Regions from separate parts of the Mus musculus genome. Here region 1 is linked to region 2. Evidence: chromatin contacts called from public HiChIP or PLAC-seq data. All regions are on one chromosome and are shown on one strand. The core of a region is the stretch at or near the end of the contact, and the rest is flanking DNA. Distances in the headings are between cores, read along the strand shown.

Evidence for each region. HiChIP or PLAC-seq counts read pairs in DNA pulled down with a chosen protein or histone mark.
Region 1: an HNF4G HiChIP or PLAC-seq map of pancreatic cancer cells shows a contact between it and region 2. The contact joins the promoter of Chmp6 here to the enhancer-like site in region 2. A contact is called at or near these places in 4 of 484 Hi-C or Micro-C datasets (CD8 central memory T cells, embryonic stem cells, nephron progenitors and 1 more), 4 of 115 datasets of contacts at active chromatin or transcription factors (bone marrow-derived macrophages, embryonic stem cells and pancreatic cancer cells) and 3 of 9 other capture datasets (adipose tissue, liver and pancreatic islet).

What each region holds. Positions count from the first base shown.
Region 1 is chr11:119,911,488-119,917,746 of GRCm38.p6, reverse strand. It overlaps Chmp6 (charged multivesicular body protein 6), which reads right to left and starts at 3,937. Exons shown (of 8, transcript NM_001085498.2): 1 at 3,810-3,937; 2 at 2,225-2,334; 3 at 2,028-2,115; 4 at 1,636-1,722; 5 at 1,001-1,066; 6 at 738-818. The coding sequence starts at 3,872. It overlaps Gm39485 (a long non-coding RNA gene), which reads left to right and starts at 3,935. Exons shown (of 3, transcript XR_003949830.1): 1 at 3,935-4,371.
Region 2 is chr11:119,815,996-119,822,772 of GRCm38.p6, reverse strand. Rptor (regulatory associated protein of MTOR, complex 1) reads right to left here. Exons shown (of 34, transcript NM_028898.3): 11 at 5,594-5,695; 12 at 1,029-1,112. Rptoros (regulatory associated protein of MTOR, complex 1, opposite strand) reads left to right here. Exons shown (of 3, transcript NR_045313.1): 3 at 1,009-1,962. Among named protein-coding and RNA genes, the nearest start is that of Rptoros, 15 kb to the left of the region's middle. Within about 2 kb of position 4,887, at least 44 of the 459 cell types and tissues checked have an H3K27ac peak or open chromatin away from gene starts, as enhancers often do. A contact at or near this core is called in bone marrow-derived macrophages and pancreatic cancer cells, where this site is marked.

The sequences.
Region 1 (6,259 bases), core at 2,688-5,187, 96 kb before region 2:
CCTGGAGCTATTCTCAGGAATGTCAGCTCACAAGGCAGGGCCTGCAGAGGCCCACGGGGAAAGCAGGCTTTCAGGCTATGCTGAGTCCTGGGCGAGGAGGCTTCTGCTGAGGAGCACTGAGGGAGCAATCCTAGAGGGCTGCGGTGGAGAGCGGCCCTGTGAGCGCCCGCAGGCGGCCTGTCCTCCCAGCACCTCATAGGGCTCCTGGCTCTAACAGGTGGGCAGTCACAGGCCCCAGTGGGCAACTTCCCAGACAGTCTTCCTGGGCTGAGGACAGGAGGTGGCTCTGGGGACACAGGGGAACCTTGGGAAGCAGAGGCCATGCCCGTATGGTAGCTACAGAGCTCGCAGCCTGGATACGGGGCAGACACAGCTGCCGCAGCAGCAGGACCCCGAGGGCCTGGAGTGCAGAGGTGAACAGACTCCACTGAGTCACGGGGGAGGAAAGCGCATGCTGACTGGGCAGGCCAGGCTCAGCATTTCCTCTCAGTCCACACATGGGTCACGAGTGCCGGCCAGCAGCAAACTGCCGGGTCAGACTCCAAACCACTCCTGCACAGATCCCTCAGCGCCGCACGGAGTGTGGAAGCTGCTTGGCTTCCGTACAAAGGAATCACCGTAGGAAGGGAATCGGGAAACCAGGACTCTGGGCTCAGACACAACAGTGGGACACACCACCAAGCAGAGGCCCATAGGGTCCCATCCCCCAGGGGACAAGACAGCCCTGGGGACTGTACCTGAGTGATTGCATTCAGCTCTTCCAGGATGGCGTCCTCATCCTCCTGGGTGAAGTTTCCGGCCAGCAGCTCATCAATTTGCTGTGGAAGGAGAGGTATCGAGGGGCGTGTCTGGGGGGGCTCTGGGTGCCCCCGGGAACATGAATGGACTGTGAAGGGTATTTCCAACTGGGCCTCTGGGTTCCCCCGGGAAGCAGTGGATCGCCACACAAATGCCAACTTGGTGATCACAAATGGGTGAGCCTGTGCCCAGCAACACATACCCGCTGGTACTCCACTGCCTCCTGGGTCTCGTCCAGGATCCTCTCCACCTCCTCTATGGACATCACCTGATGAAGGTTCAGAGCTGCTCAGCAAGGGAGAGGACAGCCCACAGCAAGGCCACACCCTCATCCTGTCTCTCCTTCAGCAAAGCCAGGGAAGTGGGCCTGCCCTTGGCGTTGAGCCAGACCAGTCTTCCACTGCCCAGACCTTCCCAGGCCCTGAACAACCCCGACAATTGAGAGTAAACCAGGTCAAAACTGGAAATCCTTCCTGCGTGGTGTCTAGACTTCCTCTGTCTATAGTCAGTACAATACAGATGCCGGCCTGATACAATGCACCCCAGACCCTACTCAGATACCCAGAAGGCAGCTAAAGGCCGGCCCACTCACCACCCAGTGCTGCTTCCTGAGCTCTGTGGGCAGGCAGGCACTCCCTGGCACTCGGCACCAGTGAACCCTGCTCAAAGGTCACGCTGTGCCACACCTTCCTCCCATCCCACTGGTCACAGCCAGGTACTGGAACATCCCCCGATCCAGATCCAGCTAGACTCGGCCCTGATCTGGCGCAAACTCGCTCCCATTTCCTGGGCCCTGCAGCTGCACCCACCCGCCCACCAGGCCCCACGAAGACCTACCTGGTGCATCTTATTCAGACATTCGTTCCCCACCTGTAGCCCCTCCATCACCTTCATCTCGATCTGCGTGAACTCGATGCTCTGAACCTGAAAGCAGCAGCCAGGGGTCAGAAGCCCTGTTTGGCTCTGGACCAGCCGAGTGACGGGCTTCTGTCATTGGTCCTACCCTTCCTGGTCTCTGCTGTGGCGGCTGAGATCTACTGAGAATGTCCTGGAGGACATTCCAAGGGTGCTGACTGCCTTTCAGTGGCTCCAGCCAGCAGGGACAAACCAGGAAGCTCTTACCCCAGCTCTGGGAGTCACCAGCCTGACCTGTTCCCCACCTCCCACCCTGGGGAGGCCCATCCCCCAAGCACTCGGGTTCCCAGCAAAGGCTCCTGGCCACTGCCTACCATGGCTTCCAGGCTGCTGATCTGGTTTTCTGTCCTATCGAGCAGTTGCTCCCGGTACCTCTTCTTCTTGAGCAGCAGCTTGGCTCGTCTGCAGGGGAAAGCCACGGTGTCAGAGTTGGCCCTGGCTCAGCCCCAGGGAAGCACCCCCCCCACACACACACACACCATGCTAGCCCGGGGAAGGAAGTGCCCCTTACTCTTTCCTGCCATCCCGCAGCAGCTGCCTGGCCAGGGCCCGCTCCCTCTCCAGCTGCTGCGTGACCCTCTTCTGGTACTGCCTCAGTTTGTCCCTCTGCTGCTTCAGTTGCTGGGGAGAGAGCAAGAGTGCAGGCTGGTCAGCGGGTCCTTCTGCCAGGCGCTCACCAGCATGGTCAGGAAGGGCCAGGTAACCCTGCCCAGCAGTGGCCTCTGCCACCCAAAGATATGGAGCAACATCCAGAAACATCCCCAGCCTTACAATGCAGTTGCAACTGGCCTGCCCCAAGCCAAGGCCCACTGTGCCGAGGAGGAGACTTTCATCCTCTTCAGTCACAGGAGGATGAGGCTGTGATCAGCCTGAACTCTGTGGGTCACTGCTGTGGCCACCAGGCCCTGGGAGGCTCAAATGTAACAAAGGGTCTGAAGTTGACATCTTCTGCCTCCCCCTCCCCAGCCACTAGCCAAGTGCGCTCAGTCCTCCTGTTCAGCCCATTTCTGTTCTGTGTCCAAATGCCGACCCTTCAGGCGGAGCCATGATGAACAGGTACAGGCCCTGGGCACATGTCACACACAGAATGAAACCCTGAGGCAGACTATTTCAAGTGAAGGCCATGGGCACCTTTAAGGTTTAGTTAGTGAGAAACCATTCACCATAGACTGTAGGTTACCTAGGAGAACAGGCTAGCTGGGGAGCTCTGCTAGCGTGTTTTGTGTGTGTGTGTGTGTTTGAGCATGGGCCTGGGTGTGGTTCTGGGTCTCCCACCTTCACCCAGTGTCCTCTACAGGGTCTGCCCCACGGTGGGCATCAACTGCATGACAGAGAGTGCTCACTATTTCCACCCTTTAGGTTTGGAGACCTTGAGTTAGGCTACCCATGCTCTTCTCGGGTGGTTATTTCTGCCAGCTGTTTACAAAGCATCAGGCATCTTGCCTGGGGAGACAGGGGCACCAAATGGAGCTGCAGGATGGCCAGACTGTGCCTCTGGAGACCAAGCAATCTGAGCAGGTCAGGCAGTGGCAGCAGCAGCACCTGGAGCTAGGCACTTTCCTTCCTGGTGCCTGGCGCTCTGGGACTGTTCAGATGTGTGCTTGACAGTGGTGTCCTGAGCCTCCGAATTCCACAGAGGAGCAGACAAGGTGTGTCCTGTCCGCAGGACCCACCTCTGTGACAGTTTTACTTAGAGATGGAGGGCGGTGTCCTGAGACACGAGTGTCTCGGGGGCTTCCAGCTCACACAGAGGCTGCAGAGATGGGGGACGAGCACCCTTTCCCAGTAAGAATCACGCTGAGACTTTTAGTGAAAGCCACGCCCACGGGATCTTTATCTGGGGGCTTTTTCTAGGAACTTTCAATAACTTATGGCTTGGGATTCCAAGGCCAAGGCCACAGGCTTCCTTCCTGGCACCTTCTCTCACGGATCGGCGCTCAGCCCCGAGACACAATCCCGGTCTTTCCGGGCCGAGCCGGGGCTGGTCCAGGAGTCTGCAGCTGGGCGCGCCATGGCACCGGAAGCGCGGCCCGCTCCGCTTCCCGCCTCAGTTTCCCCCACGGGGCCCGGCCCCCTGCCCGCCGTAGGCCCCTCACCAGGATGGCCCTGTCCTGTTCGGTGACTCGGCTCTGCTTCTTGCGGCCGAACAGGTTGCCCATGGCGGCCCCGCGCCGGCCGGCCGAACCCGTCGCAGCCGCCGCTCTGCGGCCACCGTACTCCGCCCGACCTACGGCGGCCGCGCGGAGCCACGCGCCTCAGAACGCGAAGCAGCTTCGTCCCTAGCGCAGCGCACCGCTGGACTTACTAGGCGATGCGAACGCCCTCCCTCGGCCTTTCAGCTAATCAGATGGGACTGTGATTAATTCAGAGCACCTCACAGGAGTGAGCCTAAATCAGGCTTCCTGACTTTCAAAACCGCCCAGCCGACGCCCCCCTCCCCGCTGGCGCAGAACATACACACACCCAGTGTTTTGGACCTACAAGTGCTTGCTGAGAAGTGTGCACCAGCGTTCACCTGCCATTCGGCGCTGTCACCTTCGTCCCCTAGTTTCCTCACTGTGGACAGTCCTTAGGCTACCGTTGAGTCAGCCCGGTTGCTGGGACTGACACACTAACCCCAGGGATTCTCTGATCACACCTGCCCTCTGTAGGCCCTTGGTGAGTCAGGGGGCGGGGACAAGACACTCATGAGTGGGGCTCTACACCCTAACAGCCCCAAAAAGGGCGCCACTGTCCTGAATTCAATGCCTTTGCTAGGAGGGGAGTTCTCCTTCCCCACGGCAATCATCCGGGTAATATCCCTTCGGGAGGCAGACAGTACAAGCAGCTGGGCCAATTACTAAGCATTCTTGTTCATTTACACCTTTCTGAACGAAGGGCTCAGTCTTAGCCTCAGGCTCAACACATTATGAATCCAGTAAAGCCAGTGGCTATCCCTCGGCAGGCAGCTTCTTCTGATTCCTGAACTGCCTGCATTTTCCCTTCCCCCACCCCCAACTCCTTCAGTAAACAAGGGCAGAAGGCATGGAGGGGGCTTTCCGGTGTCGCAGCAGTGGCTCTTGTGACTCCTTAGGCATAAGAGGCTCCCAGTCTTGACTTGGTTTTAAGAACAGCACGAGAGGCTGAGAGTAAAGTCCATGGTAAGGACTTGGGGCAGGCTCTGGCTACCAGACCTAGGGTTCTAGCTCCTTCTGTCACTTAGAAGCAGTTTCTAGAGGTTGGTTTTTTTGTTTTGATTTGATTCCAAGGGGCCTTCTAACTAGCCAGGAACCCTTTATCCCAGGGTTCTCTGTACAGTCAGCTGCCCTAATCGGGCTCAGCCACTGACTTTGATGGTTAGCTGTCATATCTTAGTCTCCAATGCTCTGTGGGCCAACTGGCCCCATAAAATCGCAGTAATGGTACCCTGTCCCTGTGGTCAACATGACTATAAAGGGCAGTACTGGGGCAGAACTTACTAGAAGGCTGGAGCTTCCGACCTGTGTGGTTCTCATGCCCTAACCAAGGGCATGTTCAGGGGTGTGGGACAGAGGTCTTGTGCAGGTCCAGGGTATCTCTGGCTGGTTTGGGACTTGCTATGCAGACCAAGATGGCCTTGAAATCACCCACTTTCTCTGTCCACTCTTGTCTACTCCGTGCTAGGATGCCCTGACATCCCAGAGTCACTAACTGAGGCCCAGTCTGTCAAGCAACAGCCCACAGTACCCAGTGCCTTGCTGGCTGCAACCATTTAGCTAGGAGTATTTATTGCCCAGGGAGGGTTCTGTTTCTACCATAACACTCTGGAAGCGCTTCCACACATTCTTCCTAGTTCTCTGCCAATACAGAGCTGGAAATGTCTGAATTCTTTCCGTCTGTAAGCCAGGATTTGGCAACTATGGCCCGTGAGTCAAACCGGTTTGATCTCCCCTCTCCTTTTTATACAGCCTACAAGCTAAGAATAAATATGGTTTTAAAATTTACTTACTTATTTTAAAGATATTTTCCTCTCTCTGTAGCCCTGGCTGTCCTAGAACTCACTCTGTAGACCAAGCTGGCCTTGAACTCCCAGAGATCTGCTTCCCTTTGCCTCCCTTTGCTGGGATTAAAGATGTGAGCCATCATGCCCAGTAAGTTTTCTGTATTTTAAAAGGATTCTCTCTCTTTCTCTCTCTCTCTGTCTGTCTCTGTGTCTCTTTCTCTGTCTCTCTGTCTCTCTCTCTCTGTGTGTGTGTGTGTGTGTGTGTGTGTGTGTGTGTGTGTGTGTGTGTGTGTGTCTGTTATGGCTTATTTATTTATTTATTTATTTTGGTTTTTTGAGGCAGGGTTTCTCTGTATAGCCCTGGCTGTCCTGGAACTCACTTTGTAGACCAGGCTGGCCTCGAACTCAGAAATCTGCCTGCCACCATGCTCGGCTGTTATGGCTAATTTTACGTCAACTTGATATAAGCCAGAGTCACCTGAAAGGAGGGAATCTCAGTTGAGAAAATGCTTCCATAAGATCCAGCTGTAGAGCCGGGCATGGTGGCTCACACCTTTAATCCCAGCACTTGGGAGGCAGAGGCAG
Region 2 (6,777 bases), core at 3,638-6,137:
ACTTTTAGATTCTCTCTCCCCTCCTTCAATGTTATCCTTCCTATTTTTAGGCTTTTCTCCCTCCTCCTTCAATGCTAGCCTGCAAACGATCAGTCTTTGCAGACAATATCCAATTATTAAGAACATGGTGAGTGCTAGCCTGCTCAGCCCACAGCACTCTGCACAGACCCTATGCAGGTCATTTCACTGTGTGTCACACAGAGTGGACAGCTCCTGTTTATAATATGAAAAAGATTTCTAATTGTTTCAACAGTATTGTTTTAAGCTTCATTATTTAATTTTCTGTATGTAGGTGCATGTGTGCACACCTGTATTTTGGAATGCTTATGTGTGCACAGGAAGCCAACCTCCTCTCCTTGTTTTCTGATGGTCTGGAAATAAGCCTGGAGCTTGCTGATGAGACTAGATTCCCCTCCCCTTTGTTCTCCCACCTACTGCCACCTCGCCCCACTAGCATCCTCCTTCCCCGAGGCGTCACATTTCTACAGGATTAAGCTCATCCTTTCCCACTGAGGCCACACAAGGCAGTTCTCTGCTACACATATAGCAGGGCCATGGGGCAGCCCATATATACTCTCTGGTTGGTGTGAGTCTTCTTTTTAGCCCCAATTTTAAACCTTTACTTGCAGACAAAGCTAAATAAGCTCTAAGCATCTTTAGTCTGCAGGTTTCCCGAGCCTCTCTCTGATTTCCTGATGACTTATCTATTGGGAACATGGACCACTGCTTGGTTCTACTGCTGCTCTGTAGAAAAAGGACCCAGAAGAATAGTTCAGAACTGAGCCTAAATCACAGTGTGGACAGTGTGAGGGTGCAGACGTCTGGGAGAAAAAGGCCATGGAAGGCTTCGAGAAGCCTAAACTAGAGGGGATCTAATACTGACAAAAGCCCCAGAGCAGGATAGAGCAAGGATGCCCTGCTCCACCCACCCCACCACGGGCTGGCAGGACTATGACTTTGGAGTTCAAATTGTCTCACTGAGTCTAATCTTAGCTTCCCTTCCCCCAGGCGAGGCAGAAGACACGCACCAAGCTCACCGCCCAAGGGCCCAAGTCCAAAAACCGTCCCAGCAAGTCCAATGCTCTCAGCCGGTGCACCTGGCTTAGCAGCACCTGGAAAACAGAGAAAGACATGGAGCCACCGAAGCAGGACACCTGACTGCTACCACCCCTCCGAGAAAGCTCCAGTGTGAGCTGGTGGCCCTGAGGGTCTGACAACACAACCCCACGGCTTCTGTTCTAGCTGGGCTTCTGCCTGTCAATTCGTGCTTTAGACAGACTGAGAAAATACTTCATTACCCAAGTAAACTATGCCACCCGCACCAAGTACCAGTGTGAGCAGCACACTGTGCTCAGCAGGCCCTCACTGCTGCTCTGCTCTCTGTGCAGCAAGGTCTATCCCACTTCCTTTTTCAGTGAGATTATACATGGTGAGGGCTGTTCCCCTCCCTAGACACTTGGGACAATATTTCTCTCTCCCAGTGGAAGCACAGTGTGTCCTCTGTAGAAATGTGCATGGCTTGTTTAAATGATTTCCCTAATGCTAGACATCACAGACAACTCTGACAAATGTCCTAATCTGCACAGCTTTTCACAATTGTCTTCTCCTGAGGATGAAGTGAAGAAGTGAAATTATAGGTTGTAACATCTATAATTAAGAACTAGCCGTTGGCTAGACCACTCCACCCTTTTAACAAGAAGCATCACCCATAACACTTGCTGGATGTGACCGGGCAAACAAAGTGCCCGGTGTCTCTGGTTTATTAATGCTCAGTACAAGGTCAACACAATCCTCAGGAACAGACACAGAGTCTCCTGGGACAGCACTGTCCACTGTCACCACTCAATACAAACACAAGGATCATTATCGAAGCCTATGGGAGCAATATAAAGTACTGCTTATTTTTCCCCCCAATAGCACATTTTCTGTTTCTTCTATTGATTAAAACCTTTTAAAAAACTGAGGTCCAACATGAATTAAGATTGCTTTAAGAACATAGATTGGATTTTTTTTTGTTTTTTTTTTAAAAAGATTTATTTAGTTATTTATTATATGTAAGTACACTGTAGCTGTCTTCAGACACTCCAGAAGAGGGCGTCAGATCTCGTTACGGATGGTTTTGAGCCATCATGTGGTTGCTGGGATTTGAACTCAGGACCTTTGGAAGAGCAGTCAGTGCTCTTACCCGCTGAGCCATCTCACCAGCCCTAGATTGGATTTTTTAGGTGTGTATTTGTACTTCAAAAAATTAAGAAGTGGGGTCTGAAGATCTGCCTTGATAGTTAAGAAAGAGTACTGGCTGCTCTTACAGAGGACCTGGGTTCATAGACTTGATATCCTCTTCTGGTCTTTGTGGGCAGTGAACATGTTGCACAGACATACATGCAGGCAAAACATCCAGGCGCACATGCATGTGCACGCGCGCGCACACACACACACACACACACACACACACACACAGTTTCTTAAAATTAATAAACAACTGAAAACCAAGCTGTCACAGATGCAGGGACTCACTGCCGACAGGGAGTGAGCAGGTCCTGGGCTCCTCCTCGTCTGTGGAGAGTAGGAATGAAGAGCACACTCCAGGCAGGGCCTGCTAAGGTAACCCATACTCGCGTCATCATATAAACTGTGCTCAGGCTTTTGCCTGAGACATGAAGAGAAACTGAGGCTCTGGTGGGCCAGGACTCCCACCTCCAGCAGGAGACCCAGGAACTTCTGAGGGGCAGCACCATCATGGCATGTAGGGCAGAACTGTGGTGGCATCCGCACTGTCCTGAATCCTGACAGTGGCCTTGTGCTTCAGGCCCAGACTACGTTTGAAATAAGAGGCACCAACAGCAAACACTTGGTGAAAGACAAGTGATACACAACATCCATGTTAAGCGAATAATTCTGCCAGGCGGTGGTGACACACACCTTTAATCCCAGCACGTGGGAGGCAGAGGCTGGCAGATTTCTGAGTTCGAGGCCAGCCTGGTCTACAGAGTGAGTTCCAGGACAGCCAGGGCTACACAGAGAAACCCTGTCTCGAAGAAAAAAAAAAAACGAAAAGAGAGAGAGAGAGAGAGAGAGAGAGAGAGAGAGAGAGAGAGAGAGAGAGAGAAAAAGAAAACTCTGCCCTGTGAATCCATTCTGGTCTTTCTTGTTTGACTTTCTTTCTTCTTCTGTTTGGGTACCTCTGTCCAGCTGCCCTGATGGGGGAAGGCAGTCGTGGCAAGTTCTAGGCAGAACCATACAAAGCCACACTTTGAGATTGCTTCTTGATGCCAGCAGTCACAAAGTGGAGGACATAGCAGTCTGATGTTGTTTTTAAAAGGCAGAAAGGATCCTGAAGCTGGTTGGGAGAGGTCAGGTCCATGTTACTGTTTGATGGGGCTACAACTCAACAGAGCCTGATGGAGCCTCTTACTGCGGCTAACGCCTCTGTTACTGGATGCAAGGAGTTCACTATGGGAATTTCCTGAAAGGAATCACTGCAGTCTGTATTAAGATCTTCTCTCCTTCTCTAACAGAGCTGGCCCAGGCTCTGGAAACAATAAAGGCTTTCAGGTCAAAGCCAGGGAAGTAGCAAATTGAGTGAGGCCAGGTGGGCCTCCCAGAGCCCTGCATTCCCTAGCTCCTATCCCGTTCTTTGTCTACCCCAAGTCTGTTCTTCAGGGCTCGCCCCTTGAGTCATAGGGGACCTGGCCCGGGAGACAGAGCCTTTTGTGTGGTACAGGACCTGCTGCTTACTTCTGTCTGAAAGAGCACATGGAAGATGGTGTGTGTGCTCTCATGGCTACTGCTCCATGTTTGGTATCAGGCTGGCTCTAGAGGTCTTCCCCTACCCTGAGAGTGTGGGTTGTAAATGGAACATGAAAAATAAAGTCGATAAAAGCCATTTACAAAAGGACTATTGCCAGACCCCAAAGAACTGGATGAACATGCCTGGCCCTGGAGCCCTGCTGTGGGGAGGACCAGCGCTACTCTGCTGTGCTGCTTCAATAATAGGCAGGGTGGAGAGAGAGTGGTGTGGTGACCCAGGTGACCCAGGGTTGCTGCCATTTACTGGAATCACGCAGGCATTGCGCCTCCCCAGGCCTTGTCCTGCTGTCATTACTTTTGCTTTGTTGTGGAAACATTTGGTTAGTTTCTAGCTCTTCTTGCAGTTCCAGAACTTTCTTAAAACTATGCTAGACACATGTAAGAGGAGCAGTGATAATTATTTTTATAATTTCAGAAAAGACGTAACAATATAGCATTACCTCTCTTTGACCTAAGGCCATTCTACAAAGTTCCCACTTCAAGAGGAACAGGCTATTGGTAACTCTTTATGTTACATGCATTCTTCTTTCTTGCCTTTTTAAAAAAATATTATTTATTTTTTGCTGGCTGAGATTACCGGGGCTTTAGACAGGGAGAAACCCAAGGTCTGGGATAGGTGAATCACCTCCTGAGATTGGGAGGCTGGCTGTGCTGTGGGAGAGGCTCTGGTGGGGGATGGGGTAGGGTGGGGAGGGCACTGTGCTCTGCGGAGACACTGTTGAGCTACAGTTGCTCTGAGCATTTGGCACAGTGAAGATGGAGGGTTGTCCACACAATGTGGTTAGCAGCCCTAATGAGCAAACACAAGGCCTTCTTTGAAAGAAGCGAGGCAATGTCCTTAGGCAGGTGGAAATCAGACCATGGGTCTGGCTGATTATAACGAGTGCTTTGGAGAGTGATGGCCCCATCCCTGGCCCTTGGCAAGCTCTGCCCCTCCCACTGAGAGGGGAGCCTGCCCTCTGCTCCTCCAGAGATACAGGCTTCCTAACCTTCCAAGTGGTACACCCTCATGATTTCCACAGCTTCTGCCTGAGCTCAACTGCCCTGGAAACTTGATAAATAGTATTTTCTGGCTTTTACAGTAAGTTGCCAATCCTAGGTATCTGATCTAGTCAATGGTTCCCGAGTAAAAGGTCTTTTCTTAGTCACAGCCTAGCTTATCAGTTTCTCCCACAAACACACATTTAATGAGACACAATCTTTGTGACTTATCTACCCAACTGTGATGACAAATCCACTATTCATATCCCTGCCCCATGTCATTTCAGTCAGCAGGCAGTAAATGGGTCCCCCAGAACCAGACCAGTTTGCACATGAATTGCTGACACATAGAGAAGGTCCTGTTTTTCTGAGGACCACAGCAAGGACCTGGTCTGTCTGTGCTGCTCTGGTATTGGTCAGGAAATGATGTCATAGCCCCGTTAGGATCTGCTTGGTGGCCTCACCCTTTCCTCACAGGACAAACTTTTATCTCGTGTCCTTCCAAACAGAAGGAGGTGGTGATGCCAAGATTCTGCACCATAGCAAGGTTCGTTGGCAGTGACACTTCATTAGTTCCTAACATGTAAGCAGGAGGAGGGAGTGGTGATCTATCCCAATCTATATTTAATTGGGAGAGGAAAAAGGGAATTCAGTGGCTTTGCCAAGAGGAGGCCGCTGGGAGTAAGCAAGCATCTGACTTCAGATCAGATGTAACACATCGATGTACCGTTGGCCTGAAGCACAGCCCGGCTCGCCTCCTGAGGAACAGGTGTCTCAGTTAGGTCTGTGGGAAGCGACTGACCTGCAGGACGATGGGCAGCTGCTCTGGGGGGCTCCTGTTTTCCACACCCATTGTGAGCCACACCTGGAATGCTGTCAGCTGCTCGGCAAAGAATGGGCTGTGCTGTGGGAAAAGCCAAAGAGTCGGTTAGGGAGGCAGGTTTCTTTCCACCGCCCTCCCTCACCCCTCAGTCCTGACAAGGCAGTGACCACAATGGACAGAGCTGGAGGGCGCAGGGCTTACGGGCTCTGTCAACAGCCTGACAGGAGACAGAGGAAATCTGAATGTGTGGCCTGTCAACCATCAGGGAGGGTGTGATAAGAGGTAGCTATGAGGGTCACTGCATCCCTGAGCCCCAGTCCTCTGCAGGAGAGCACATACGACTTGTAGGAACACGAGGCCATGTCTCCAGAACCACCATTTCTTCACTATCACTGTGAGTATTATTTTGAGAGAGAGAGAGTTTCCCTGTCTACCCACACCAGTCTGCGGTTCCTCATCTTCCTTCCTCAGCTTCCTGAGAGCTGAGATTGCAGGTGTGCACCATATTTAGCCTGTTTTTTTGTTGTTGTTGTTGGTTTTTTTTTTTGTTTGTTTGTTTGTTTGTGGTTGAGCTCTAGAGAAGGGACCCAGGACTGACTCTAACTATTAGAGGCCAAGGAGACAGGTGGAACCTTCCAAGAAAATGGTGAAGGGAATCGTTGTGAAGATAGAGCAAGATCATATGGATGTGGGGCTTTGGAAGCCAGGTCAGTGATGTACTCAGCAGTACTGGACATGAGATGAATCAAGCAAGATGAAGATTAGGACCCAGCTGTGGGTTACTTCAGAGATGGAGAGGCCATCTTAAATACTGTCTTGGATACAGCAAAGCACAGCAAGCTCGAACACACAACAGAAACCAGGAGACAGGACAGAAGAGAGAAGGTGGAGGATCCAGGCCAGACACCCTATGGAAGGAGGCAGCTCGAAAGAGGGAGACAGGGGTGGGCATGGAGTGAAAGGCTAGCATCATGAAAGACGAGGGAGAGAGCTAGGTGGGGCACTGACCATGGAGTGAGGGCACTGTGGGAAGGCTGGCGCTGCAGCAGAGCAGGGCAAAGCATGCTGCCCGGCTGTGTGAGCTGCCCGGCTGTGTGAGCTGCCCGGCTGTGTGAGCTGCCCGGCTGTGTGAGCTGCCCGGCTGTGTGAGCTGCCCGGCTGTG